Regions from separate parts of the Canis lupus genome. Here region 2 is linked to region 1. A link is a contact called in public Hi-C data. All regions are on one chromosome and are shown on one strand. The core of a region is the stretch at or near the end of the contact, and the rest is flanking DNA. Distances in the headings are between cores, read along the strand shown. Region 1 holds the start of GPR33 (probable G-protein coupled receptor 33). Region 2 has its middle 50 kb from the start of AKAP6.

What was found. A called contact is a pair of places that touch in the nucleus more often than the background predicts.
Region 2: a Hi-C map of skin fibroblasts shows a contact between it and region 1, with 2.6 times the contacts expected there. The contact joins the enhancer-like site here to the promoter of GPR33 in region 1. A contact is called at or near these places in 4 of 9 Hi-C or Micro-C datasets (amygdala, blood, liver and 1 more).

Annotation. Positions count from the first base shown.
Region 1 is chr8:10,866,340-10,872,569 of UU_Cfam_GSD_1.0, reverse strand. It overlaps GPR33 (probable G-protein coupled receptor 33), which reads left to right and starts at 2,103. Exons shown (of 2, transcript XM_038544027.1): 1 at 2,103-2,350. The region is part of intron 2 of LOC119872986 (a long non-coding RNA gene); the gene reads right to left.
Region 2 is chr8:11,494,692-11,500,333 of UU_Cfam_GSD_1.0, reverse strand. No RefSeq gene overlaps it. Among named protein-coding and RNA genes, the nearest start is that of AKAP6, 50 kb to the left of the region's middle. Within about 2 kb of position 3,708, at least 6 of the 20 cell types and tissues checked have an H3K27ac peak or open chromatin away from gene starts, as enhancers often do.

The DNA of each region.
Region 1 (6,230 bases), core at 854-3,353:
AAAAAAAAAAAAACATGAAAATCTCATGCAAGGGAAAAAACAGAGATTTTCTTTCTTTCTTTTTACACTTAGGAATGAGAAAAGAGACTCAGAAAAGTTATACAAATAAGTAGCAGAGTTGAGATTTCTATATAGGAGTTTTTTTCTATCATATACTTTCTTGTGCAATCAATATAGTGCATCAGTATTTTTAGTGTACATTATTTCTGTCCCAACTCATTTATTAACTAATAATGGAATCTAGGAGAAGCTCTCAAATATCTCTATGGGTCTTAGTCTATTCACCTATAGAATCAGGAATTAAATGAAATTAATTCCTTGGTGTCTCTCAGCTCTAAAAATTATATACAAAGATGAGTTCCTAGACTTTTAAGCATTTGATTTTGCAACATCATCTGCTTCCACATTTCCATATATTTCATACTGTGATTATATCAAAACAACATAAAACAGTTTCTGTTTCCATGACTGCTTTTCTTGAAACCACCTGACTTGATGTGAAATATAAAAGTGAAATGAATGAAGTCACATCACCAAAGCCACAGAAGAGAAGATAACTTCCTCAAACAGTCTGCTTATTTCCCAAAAGAGTTAATGTCATTGGTTTAACTATCTATTCGAAGAAAAAACTCACTAATTACAGTATTTCTTTTTTTTTTTTTTTAATTACAGTATTTCTGAGGACAGTTATTAAAGAGTTAAATTTTAGGCTCTTTAATGGTGGTACTAACCCTTGTATATTTGGGGTGTTAACAGTATCTAATATGTTTGTTATTTATTAATTTTACTAATTATAAAATTTGAAAATACAGAATGAAAGAAAGAGAAGGAAAAGCATAGTCCACATCCCCCACCTTTTTTATCAATAAAACAGCAGAGGGCAGTGGAAGGAGCCCTTGTTCTTTTATTGGTGAAAACTACTGTGAATCACTTAACTCTGCACCTCAGTTTGCTAATCTTCAAAATTAGCAGATTTGAATAAAATAATATCTCAGGCTGCTCCCAGATGTGTGAATTAACCCAAAGGGCATGAAATCTGAGCAAGAAATCATTCTTAGAATCCAGTAGCAAGTTTGAAAACTTATCCTGAAGCAAAGAAGATCAGTTCTTAGGGTGAAAGTCACAGTCTCAAATGAATTGAGAACTAAAATTTAAGCCTATTTCTAACAAGGCTACAGTAGCAATGAAAGCATTAAGATTCTAACACAAACTAGGTAACTGATTCCTGAGCTTCTGCACTGAAGCCACACAGAGGTTTTGATGTATTTTTCTCTACTGGCAGAGCAGAGATCAAGAGGAAACTGAGCGGGAAAGAAATTAGGACACTAGGGTCGACACAGAAGCTAATCCTAAAAAATTTCAGAGATGTATTGGACAGAAGAAAATAGGAAATGTAGGACTCAGTTCATAAATATATTACCTGTGTTGCGGATTCCTTATAACGAGATCATCTTCCATGATATGGTACCCAACTCTGTGTTCTTCACAACCATTTTTAACAATTGTACAGATGCAAGCAAAAGATAAAAGTCTTCATCTTTCCCAACTAAATAATATTAATCTTTTCCCTGCCCTCACACATTTCATTTTAATGCGAAACTCAATTTTTGTTTTTCTTCCTATTTTCACTCCAGCGGGATTAGGTAGCTCATTTCCAGACTCACTTTTTTCCATGCTTGATATGTACCACTTCCCTATGTACCCAACACCATGCTCCACATGCTAATGAACATGCTACCCTCAAGGCAGAGTGGGTGCCTGATGGATGACCACATATGAGAAGATCATTTTTATTTTTATTTATTTTTATTTTTTATTTATGATAGTCACCCAGAGAGAGAGAGAGAGGCAGAGACATAGGCAGAGGGAGAAGCAGGCTCCATGCAGCGAGCCCGACGTGGGATTCGACCCCGGGTCTCCAGGATCGCGCCCTGGGCCAAAGGCAGGCGCCAAACCGCTGCGCCACCCAGGGATCCCAAGGATATCATTTTTAATCAGTGTTTTAACACCTGCAACAAGTTTATCGACCCTAAATAGAATGACTGTTTATGGAATTTTTTTTTTAATTTCCTCTTAAAATGGAGAAAGGACTTGAAGAAGTACTCATTTCTCTACCTCCTCCTCTTTGGCATATATTTCACAGAAAAAGGAACTGGGAAAGAGCAAGAAGGCCTCAAGGAATATTTAAATAGTAGGTTCAAAGCTGGGGAATAGCATCAGTGAGAAGAAAGGCAGATGAAATGAAGTAACAGTGTCACTGATTTTTGTCTCTGTCCGTGGAGAACAGACTGCTGGTTTAGAATCACTCTGGCCTGCCTAAGACCATCTGACATGCCGATATAACTCCAAGGTAAGAGTCCCTGGGCAAGCAGGTTTTATCCTGGTGCTATCATCTGAAATAAACCATCTAGGTTTACTCCAGATCAGCTTCCAAACCCCAGAAACTACACAGGTGGCATCTCTTTATGATTCACTGAATCATATGAATCACTTGATGATTAGAACTGAATCACTTGCTGTAAGGAAATTTGAGAAAATGAGTGCACGTCTTTCTAGTCTCTGTAGCAGGCAGTGAGGAAGACTATAAGTGGCTGTGCTATTGCCGGAGGACAGTGCCTGCCACAGCAATGAACTCAACAGGAAATTCAGATGCAGAGTGTAGAGACCGTGCAATCTCCAATATATCAAAAATCTCCATATTTGAGCATTATAAAGGAAAAGTATCATTTGGGGGAAGGCCAGTGCTTTATTTTTTAATTAAATGCTGTTGCACTACACAGGATAGGTCATTGCTAATGATGAACACACTGTTGAGAGAAGAGTAAGTGAATTTAACTCTTGGGAAAGTTTTTAGAGCTTTAGTATGAAAGATAGAAAAGAACATACTACTTAATGTCACTTCTGTACTACTACATTACAATAAAGTATCTAAATTAACACAGATCAGCTTCCTGAAGTTCTCATGCCCATCCCGACAGGAGCAGTGTTCCCAAGCAGAGGTGGGGTCTACCTGAAAGCCAGCATGCCAAAGGTATCACTATAGCAAGGTCTCAAAATAACTCTAAATCTGAGAATTTCTGCCCCCACAGAAGAACATTTTGATTCTTCTGGAAATCACTGCTGGAACTCTAGAATTCAGCAGAGAGGCTTTGAAGAAGAAAGGAATGTCACCTGCAGTAATAAAATAATAGGTAAAAAGTTAGAGTGCTTAATGTATGCCATGAAAGGAGCTAAGTGTTTTATATACATTATGTTATTTCATCCTCATAAAAACTGATTGGGGTTTAGAAGGTGAAAGGGGCTCAGAGTTAAGAGTCCACAGAGCGGGTAAGTGGTAGAAATAGAATGGAATCCCAGTTCTGTGGGACACCAGAGCCCAGGTTCTGCCCCACTAATTTATACTCAAGTACTTTAAAACCATGTTAAAAGATCATTGAAAATGAAGAAATATGGGATGCCTGGGTGGTTCAGCAGTTGAGTGTCTGCTTTTGGCTCAGGGCCTGATCCCAGAGTCCAGGGATCAAGTCCCACATCGGGCTCCCTGCTTGGAGCCTGCTTCTCCCTCTGCCTGTGTCTCTGCCACTCTCTCTCTCTCTCTCTCTCTCTCTGTCTCTCACGAATAAATAAATAAAAATCCTTTTTAAAAATGAAGAAATCTCCTGGTATATGCAATAAATCAAAGTTCCTGGGAAAATTTATATACTTTTCAGAACCACTACCCATATTGATTTTGTTCAATTCCTATATTACTTTCAGATGCCCTTCTAGAGGTCACACAACTGTTTAAAAATAACTTCCCTAAAATTCAGGTATCCAGTGTCTTATACACATACACAAAAAGACCACACACACACCTCACAGACATACAAACACCACATAAATACACACTACATAGATAAATGCACACAAGCCACAGAAACCATACACTATACACACAAAGGCCACACATTACTGTACCACAGATACAAAGATCACACACAAACACACACACACACACACACACACCTCCATGCACACCCAATGGATTCAAACACACCACAGAGACACACACAAGACTATATATCCACATATGCAGACAACTGCACCTGAGATATACAGACAGACCACAGACACACCACAAAGACAGATACACATACACAGATACACAAAGGCCATCCATACACAGTATCAGAAATTCTCCATGCAATTTTGTTTCTCCATTTCTACTCATACCCCAATATCTACCCAGTTTCCACCATATTTATCATCTCAGTCACATCGCACCTCCTGCTGCTGGTCTGTTTTCTCCATCCCACTGCATCCCAGATCATGAACACAAGCTCTTTTCCTTCAATTCCCCAAAGCAACCACCAATACAAGACAGTTGTGATTAATGAGAAGGGACATTACACCATGTTAAAGCATAGCAAATGGATTAAACCTGAATATTAGACAATTCCTCATTTTAAAGCCTCTGTGTCATTTCTGCTTTTCAGAATATCTCACTGACCTTTTCTCCTCTTCAAGCTTCCTAACCTCCCGCCGTGTTTTTCCTGAGGCCCCCCTCTCTGAAGACCATCCTCACTCCTCCCTCTTCTCATGGCTCCAGGGCCTTCACAGCCTCTTTCCCAGGTTCCTACTCTTCCACTCATCGTTGCCTACCTATTCCATGTCCTTACACTTCATAGCAGACTACTAAGGTATTTTCCTGAAGAGGGCCATTTTTCTATTTTGGAGAAAAATTTTGCAACTCCCTTAGAAGGCAGAATTAACTTAAAGCAATTGTGGTTTTAATAACAATTATTTCTTCTCTATATATATTCTTAGAATGTTTTTGCTTAGTGAAAAAAAAACATCAGCAATCTCCATTAAAGCAATTTATCCAATTCATCAAAAACCAATTTGTTGCTATGACTATCATATATAGTAGCTATTTTCCAAAACATTCTCAGATTCATATTTTCAATACTACAGGAATAATTATCCAAGAAATAGGATATTTTGTATAATCAAATACTCAGATTCATGGAGCATTAGCAAAACACTACACATGAATTATAATTTTCAAAGAAATAACATAAAACACTGGTAGGGTTCCCCACCTACCACAATGCTGGCACCATGGGAAATGTTGATAAATAAGAAATTTAACCCCTGTAAACCTCACTTCCTCTTCTGTTTAAATATTCGTCTTTATGAGGAAAAAAGAAATGACTTTTTTATAAAGCTCCTAGCATATAAAAATAATTAGATAAATGTAAACTCCTTGACTTTTCTCCCTCTTTTCTTTCCCCAAGTAAGGAAGAATTAATTACCACTATATTCAACAGTACATGTTCCTCTTTGATTGATAATTTTGAAGGCACTTTACAATCTTTTTCTGGGGGTGAGAGCATAGGGAGAGGGAGAGGGAATCTTAAGCAGGCTCCATGCCCAGAGCAGAGACTGAGACAGGGCTCAATCTCACAACCTGAGCCAAAATCAAGAGTCAGACCCTTAACCAACCCTAGAGCTGCCCAGACACCCCAGCATGTCACACTATTATGGTGCCCTAGCCTAGGGCTCCCAAATGAGTATTGGTTCTTATCATGTGTTGACTGTTAAACTACTAGCTAACAGCATTTACTACATATAATAATTAGCTCATGGGAGAAACCTAATTATAGCTCTAAATGATTACTGATTTACAGTAGTTGTTAATTTTGTTACTCAATTTCATTACAACATTTGCCCTGACCAAGTCTTAGTCAAGTAAAACTGATCCTACACTGCTTTGTTCAAGAAGTTATGACCCACAAGGAGGGTCAGACTTATGGTTCATTCCTAAATAGAAGATTTTTAGCTACCTAAATTTATTGCTTCAAGTCAAAATATCCCAAACTTTATTTCTCTTTCACATTAATTTCATCTGTATTATTTCTATTTTGGATGCTCAAATTAATCTGCTCTTAATTCTTCATACAAAATAAAAATAAAAGGCTTATGAAAATATCTGATTTGTAATATTATGGAAATATTGTCATTTTATAATTTTTTTAAGTAGGCTCCATGCCCAACGTGGGTCTTGAGCTCAAAACCCTGAATTCAAGAGTTGCATGTTCTACCAACTGAGCCAGCCAAGTGCCCCTTTGTTTACCATTTTAAAAATAGTGTCATTTTCATTAAAGAGGGCACATGATGTAATGAGCACTGGGTATTAGATAAGACTGATGAATCACTGAACTCTACCTCTGAAACCAGTAATACATTAT
Region 2 (5,642 bases), core at 2,459-4,958, 630 kb before region 1:
TCACAACTTGCAATCCTGAATGCCCTTGCTCGTTCAGAAGCAGTTGTTATCAACAGATAAATATACAAAAAAGTTTATTCTCTGGGAACATCTATTTCCAGTGAAGATACCACGTGTTCTGGCCTAAGCACAAACTGATTTTGTCGGCCTCCACTTACTCAGATCTCAACTATCTGCCCTCTTAAAATATCTTCTCAAAAATAAATTTCAATTCAGTTTTTCTACACTAGCAATTTTCAATTCAGATCCCACAGAGGCATGTACCAAGCCTGCCTCAATCAGAGTAGCTCCACTTTGTTTTCTTTAAGCTTTATCATTTTATTTGAATTAAAACTTTTAAAACATTTGGGAAAAAATTTACTTTTCTGTAATTATAACCTTTAATGAAAAAGAAAGCCAATTCCATTACTTCAGTTACTAGACTCTTTTAACTAATCATAGATATAAAATGTCATATTCCCATTTAAAAATCTATCAAAAGTATTGTATGCCTCTGAGATACTGTAAGAAACAGGGAGGCTAGACCTCCACATCCTGTCCCAGTTGCCTGGAGGGTCTGACTGCCAAAAATCTAAGTGTTCCCCATGGGAGTTCCACATACATATCCAGCCAGGAAGGTCACATTCCATCCAGAACTCCAGAGAAAGAAAATGATCCAAAGGGGTGTGAAACCAGGCCAAGCATTCACTACAGACAAAAATTCATCTATAAAGTAGCGACCCAGTTAATGAAGAGACACTATCCTCATTCTACCACACTATTATTTTTGCGTTTCTATGTGGGTCACGGCATGGAAAAATCCATGGAGAATTTGCCAGGGATAATATGGAAGTTATAATTGAGGATTGTTGACCCCACTTTTCCACTTAAACTGTCACATGAAGGGAAAGGTGAGACCACAGGGAATAGCAAAACCACATTTGCCCAGGCATTGGGATTTCATAGACAAGAAAATGTTTTTAAAGAATTAGGGAACTGACCTACAGTTGCTTTTTCTTTTGGTGAGCAAATATATGCTTAAGGTGATAACCCTCAACTATTACCATCATTTTGTAAAAGAGCTTTTAGCACTGGAAAATAAAGAGATTATAACCTCAGGAAAAAAGGGCATTCCTTTCCTCAGTAGGTCAGTTGGCCCTCTTGTACTGACATCACAATGAAACAAGCCACCCTGGCCCCTATGTTGGATCTAAAATTTTGTTTTGTTTTCACTTAAAGCCAGTGAAAAGAACCTCAAGGCAAGCCTGGTCAACACACCCTGTATCCCGAGGAATGAGGCCAGAGGATGCTGTGATACAGGCTCCCACAGCAGTCTGAGACTGAGGCAGCCGGCCCCAACCTCAGCAACTGGTGAGGAAATCCCTGTAGGACCTTGTGAATGAAGATCATCCATCAGAAATCCAAGTGCATCATGGCATTTCATGAGCTTTGCTGTACTCTGCCCAGCCCTGGGAAAGAGATGGAGGGGCCAGGAATGCACAGACTCCCTAGCTTTGCCCGTCAGCTTTCCCAGCTTGGTGATCCTTTTCCAGCAGAGGGCAGAACACACACATCGAAAACTCCAGAGCCACCCAAGGTTTCTGCCTTTCATTAGGTCCCTGGTCTTATTTCTTTAAAAGCTGGCCTTGTGAAAGAGGAAATTTTGCAAACAAAAAGCCCCACCCACATTCCATCCCTGAATCCTGTTTACACAGTGCTTTGCTCTTCACTGAGAGGCTGAAATTCTTCACAAAGAGAAGGACCACAAAGTCAGGAAAGCCTAACCAAAAAACTCCAAACACCAGGATCAACATGTTCTAGCTGTTAGAAAGCCCAGCACATTAACTCACGCATTTTTTAAAAAGTTTCTGAACCCTATCAAAGTTTTCATTAATCTTCATCACATGTGTTTATAAAGGTAGATAATAGTTATGTATTATCATTTCTAAAGAAGCCAGTGGCCTTTACGTTGCCTTGTTCCAAGGAGAGAAGGCACATAAGTGTCTAGTTACCATACAGTAGTAGGTCAGGAGAATAGCCAAGAAAACCAAAAGGTATCTCTCTACTGCAGTCTGTTTTCACAAAAGTGAAATCATATTTCAAGCTGAAAAAGTATTTCCTGAAATGCACTCTAATTGAATATTTCAGACACAATAGTAAGTAAGTAGGTCACTTGCTCTCTAGGATTCAAAGACTATCAGCCTATGGAACTTGACTTCTATCCTAAACAGGAGAGTTAAAGGGAAAACACTATGAAATAAGAAAATCCACCCCACAAAGCTCTTAACAGCAGCGGATACAGCTCAGGTATACAATCGATGACCAGGAGTTCTGTAGATAATTTTCAAAACTTAACTGACCTATAAAAGTATAAGTAATTGCACCTCCCCCAAAATCTGCAACAACCACATCCACAACCACCACCCTCCCTTTTAGACATTTTCTAGTCAGAAATTGGACCCAGGAATAAATGCCCCAGAAACATTCTTTAAATAGCCCAAATTTGATTGTCAAACCACACTCCTCCACACTCCCCCTCTTTTTTTTTTTTTTTTTTTTCAGTGTCTAATCTGGTCCTGCTCCCACCCTCAAATGATTATCCAGTGTTCTCAGGGGTGCTCATGCTCTGTGCTCTCCCAGATGCTGTCTGCCGTGCAAAGTAGAGAGCTGAAAGGATCTGACACAGGAATGAATGTGGCTGCTGCTACAGATGAGGAAACCCTGGCCCTGAAAAACGAACTCCCCGAGACCACACTTTGCCAGAGTTACAAATCTACCCTCAGTATCCTGGGCCCTCGGAGTCTTGTTATGTTGTTCATTTTCACCAGACAATAAGCACAGGGCCAAGGCCACCGGCTTCGTTGTTAGTTCTCTCAGAAAACGCATCTTTAATGAACAAGGGGTTCGAGCTAGAGTTTTCAGAAAACTTGGAGCAGACACAATTTTGAGGAGTAGATACTTTCCATGTTCTCAGAACACATTCTGCCTGGAAAGAAATCACATTTTAAAATGTCAGCATAGAGAACTGAGCTGTGGTAACCTGCCCCTTGGCAAATGTAAAGAATATAAGCTTCAAGAGGGCAGGGACTCTGTTTTATTCCCATCTGTACCCCAAATACCTACAACAGAAACCGACACTGAATAGCAGCCCCACAATAAATATTTGTTAGATGAACAAAATGAAGGAAGCATCCCTCTTCCCTTCTCTCTGTAATCCATCTCTACCCTCCGTTCACTCCCTGTACTTAAGTCTAGTTCCTTTGACCAAAACTCTGTTGTCAGGTAACACCCATTGATCATATTTATACACTAGTAAGTAGCCTTTAAGCGGCTGTTGGAGGACTTGGAATTTCAGTTTTACTCTAAAAGGTGGCTTTGGCCCCTCTGCAGGCCCAGTGTCAGTCAGCAATGGAAAGCCTTTGTGGCCAGGCCCTATCCATCCTCCTCTCCACGCAGGAGGCCAAGCTTTGAATTCTTTGGGAGAATGGCAAGTTGTTCTTAGGAATAGCTCCCTTCCCTAGTGACCTCCTGATACACTCCTGGGGCTCTCCTTAGCTTTCATGTCTTTGTAAGATAATCTAAATCCCTATCTTCCTGCTGTCTCTATCTTCCTTTCTCAGCTATCAAAACCTAGAAGACATGCTGCTGTTGCACATGTAGGCTCAACCGTAGAGTTAAATGAATGCAAGCCGCCGATTTCCCACAGCTCACTCTGTGAAGACAGAGCCCTTCCTTCCTCATCGCGTTAACCAGGAGCCCATCCTTGCCCTGTCACACACTAGGGGGTGCTGTTGCCATATTCAGACCCCAGGAGCTGGCCACAGGGAGAAGAAGGAAGTGACCGGAGCTTCCAGGGTCCTGGGAGACATTTCTAGTTAGGCCTCTTGCACAACCCTTCCACAAAGTTTCTCAGAATCGAAGCCCATTCCATCACCTGAAGCTACATAACTCCAGGGGTAAAGCTTACATATGGTGCAATGGAAAGGGAGGGCTGAAGATGTGCAAACTAAAGGTTGTACTTCACGACTCATGTAACATATGGGCTCACATAACAGGATTTATGAGAACTGCTGGACATTAATAATTAACCCCCACTAACCACTGGAGAAGAAAATCCTGTTTATACAACCAAGTGGCAAACACTGTCAGGCAGATTTAAATGTGTCAGAGGCAACCAGAACAGCCAGGAAACACTTGAGTTTGTCCCTGCTTTTCACAATCATCTTTCCTGGTATGTGATGTCTAAGACTTTGAGAATGAAAGCTTCATACACAAACAAATGAATATCAGCTTCTCCCAGCCCCCAACTTGGCTCCTGCACAAAGCCTGCAGGCTGCCAGAGGAGCGTCTCTGGCCTCAGTTAACTCTTTGCTTGAATGACGGTGGACCTGCACCACAGGAAAAGCTCTCATACAGCAGAATGCCTTTTCAAATTTCCGAGCAAACCATCATGACAAAGAGTATTTTGTTGGGTTTGTGGGTTTTTTAATATAAGCTGAGCAAAATATGTAGTTAATATAAGTTCTCTGAATGAGACTCACACCTAACAGTATGAACATTAAACATTCCCACACAGAGAAGAATGGATCTGCACCAAGGGAAATAACTCTGGTATTAATCCAAGGAGAAACAATCCTTCTCACCCTCCCCCCACCACAAGCTAGGGTTTCACACCCTTTGTTGGTTCACACAAATGCTAATGAGCAACAACTCACCAATGCTAATGATTAGAAGTCTCTTTGGCTCCAAAAACAATCCAGCCAAGCTAGAAACTTGAAGAATCTCAAAGTGGTTCAAGAGGGACTCGGCCAGTCTGAGGTGCCATTTTAGGGCAAATCTTACACAGAATGGTTTCCTTTTTGCTCTAAACTCTATTCCTAAAAGGGACAGAATCCCAACTACAGATACATCAAACTTTCAGACAAAATGCAAAAATGTTCCAATCCCAGCTTTTTTGCAACAGCTACTCTGACATTTCCACATAAAGCTCTAAAGTCAAGGCTAAAATATACCATACTTTATATAGTGTCACAGAAATTTTTAAGAAAAGTGGATCTCAACCTAATGTCTGCTCTCACTCCCATCAATTACCAAGGCTGACTACTGTAGTAGTACTTAACTAAGACCCTTAGAATGGGGAGGCTGGGGGATGTGATATGGGGTATAGTTTGAAAAAGGCTTACTCTGGGAATGTGACTCTGAATAGTCCCCTGGGGGGACTCTGCTCGACCTCACTGGAAATCACTAAGGTTAGCACAGTCGTCTGCCAACACAGCACGCAAGGGGGTTAGCACAGGACACACCAATATATTCAATAAGGTTCTGATGAAACAAATCATGAGCATTTCTAGTCCTAATACCCTGAAGCTTTAATCTTTAAAATGAAAAACATAAAGACAAACCCTTGTACCTGTTGCTATCCAAAAACCTTCATAAACAAAATGCTCATTGGTTTGAAAAGAAGAGCAAAAACAAGTTTTAATTTAACATTATCAGGTATATTTTTTGAAATGTGTTTTACAACCATTCCCATAATTTCCTAATTCCAACAGTGAGAATGACATCTTGCCCTCTTAGTAAATTCGGCAGCAATCTCAACCATATTTACCCAGTAGATTCATCTGAAAAGACTAAAATATCCTTGCCGTCACACCTCCTTAATG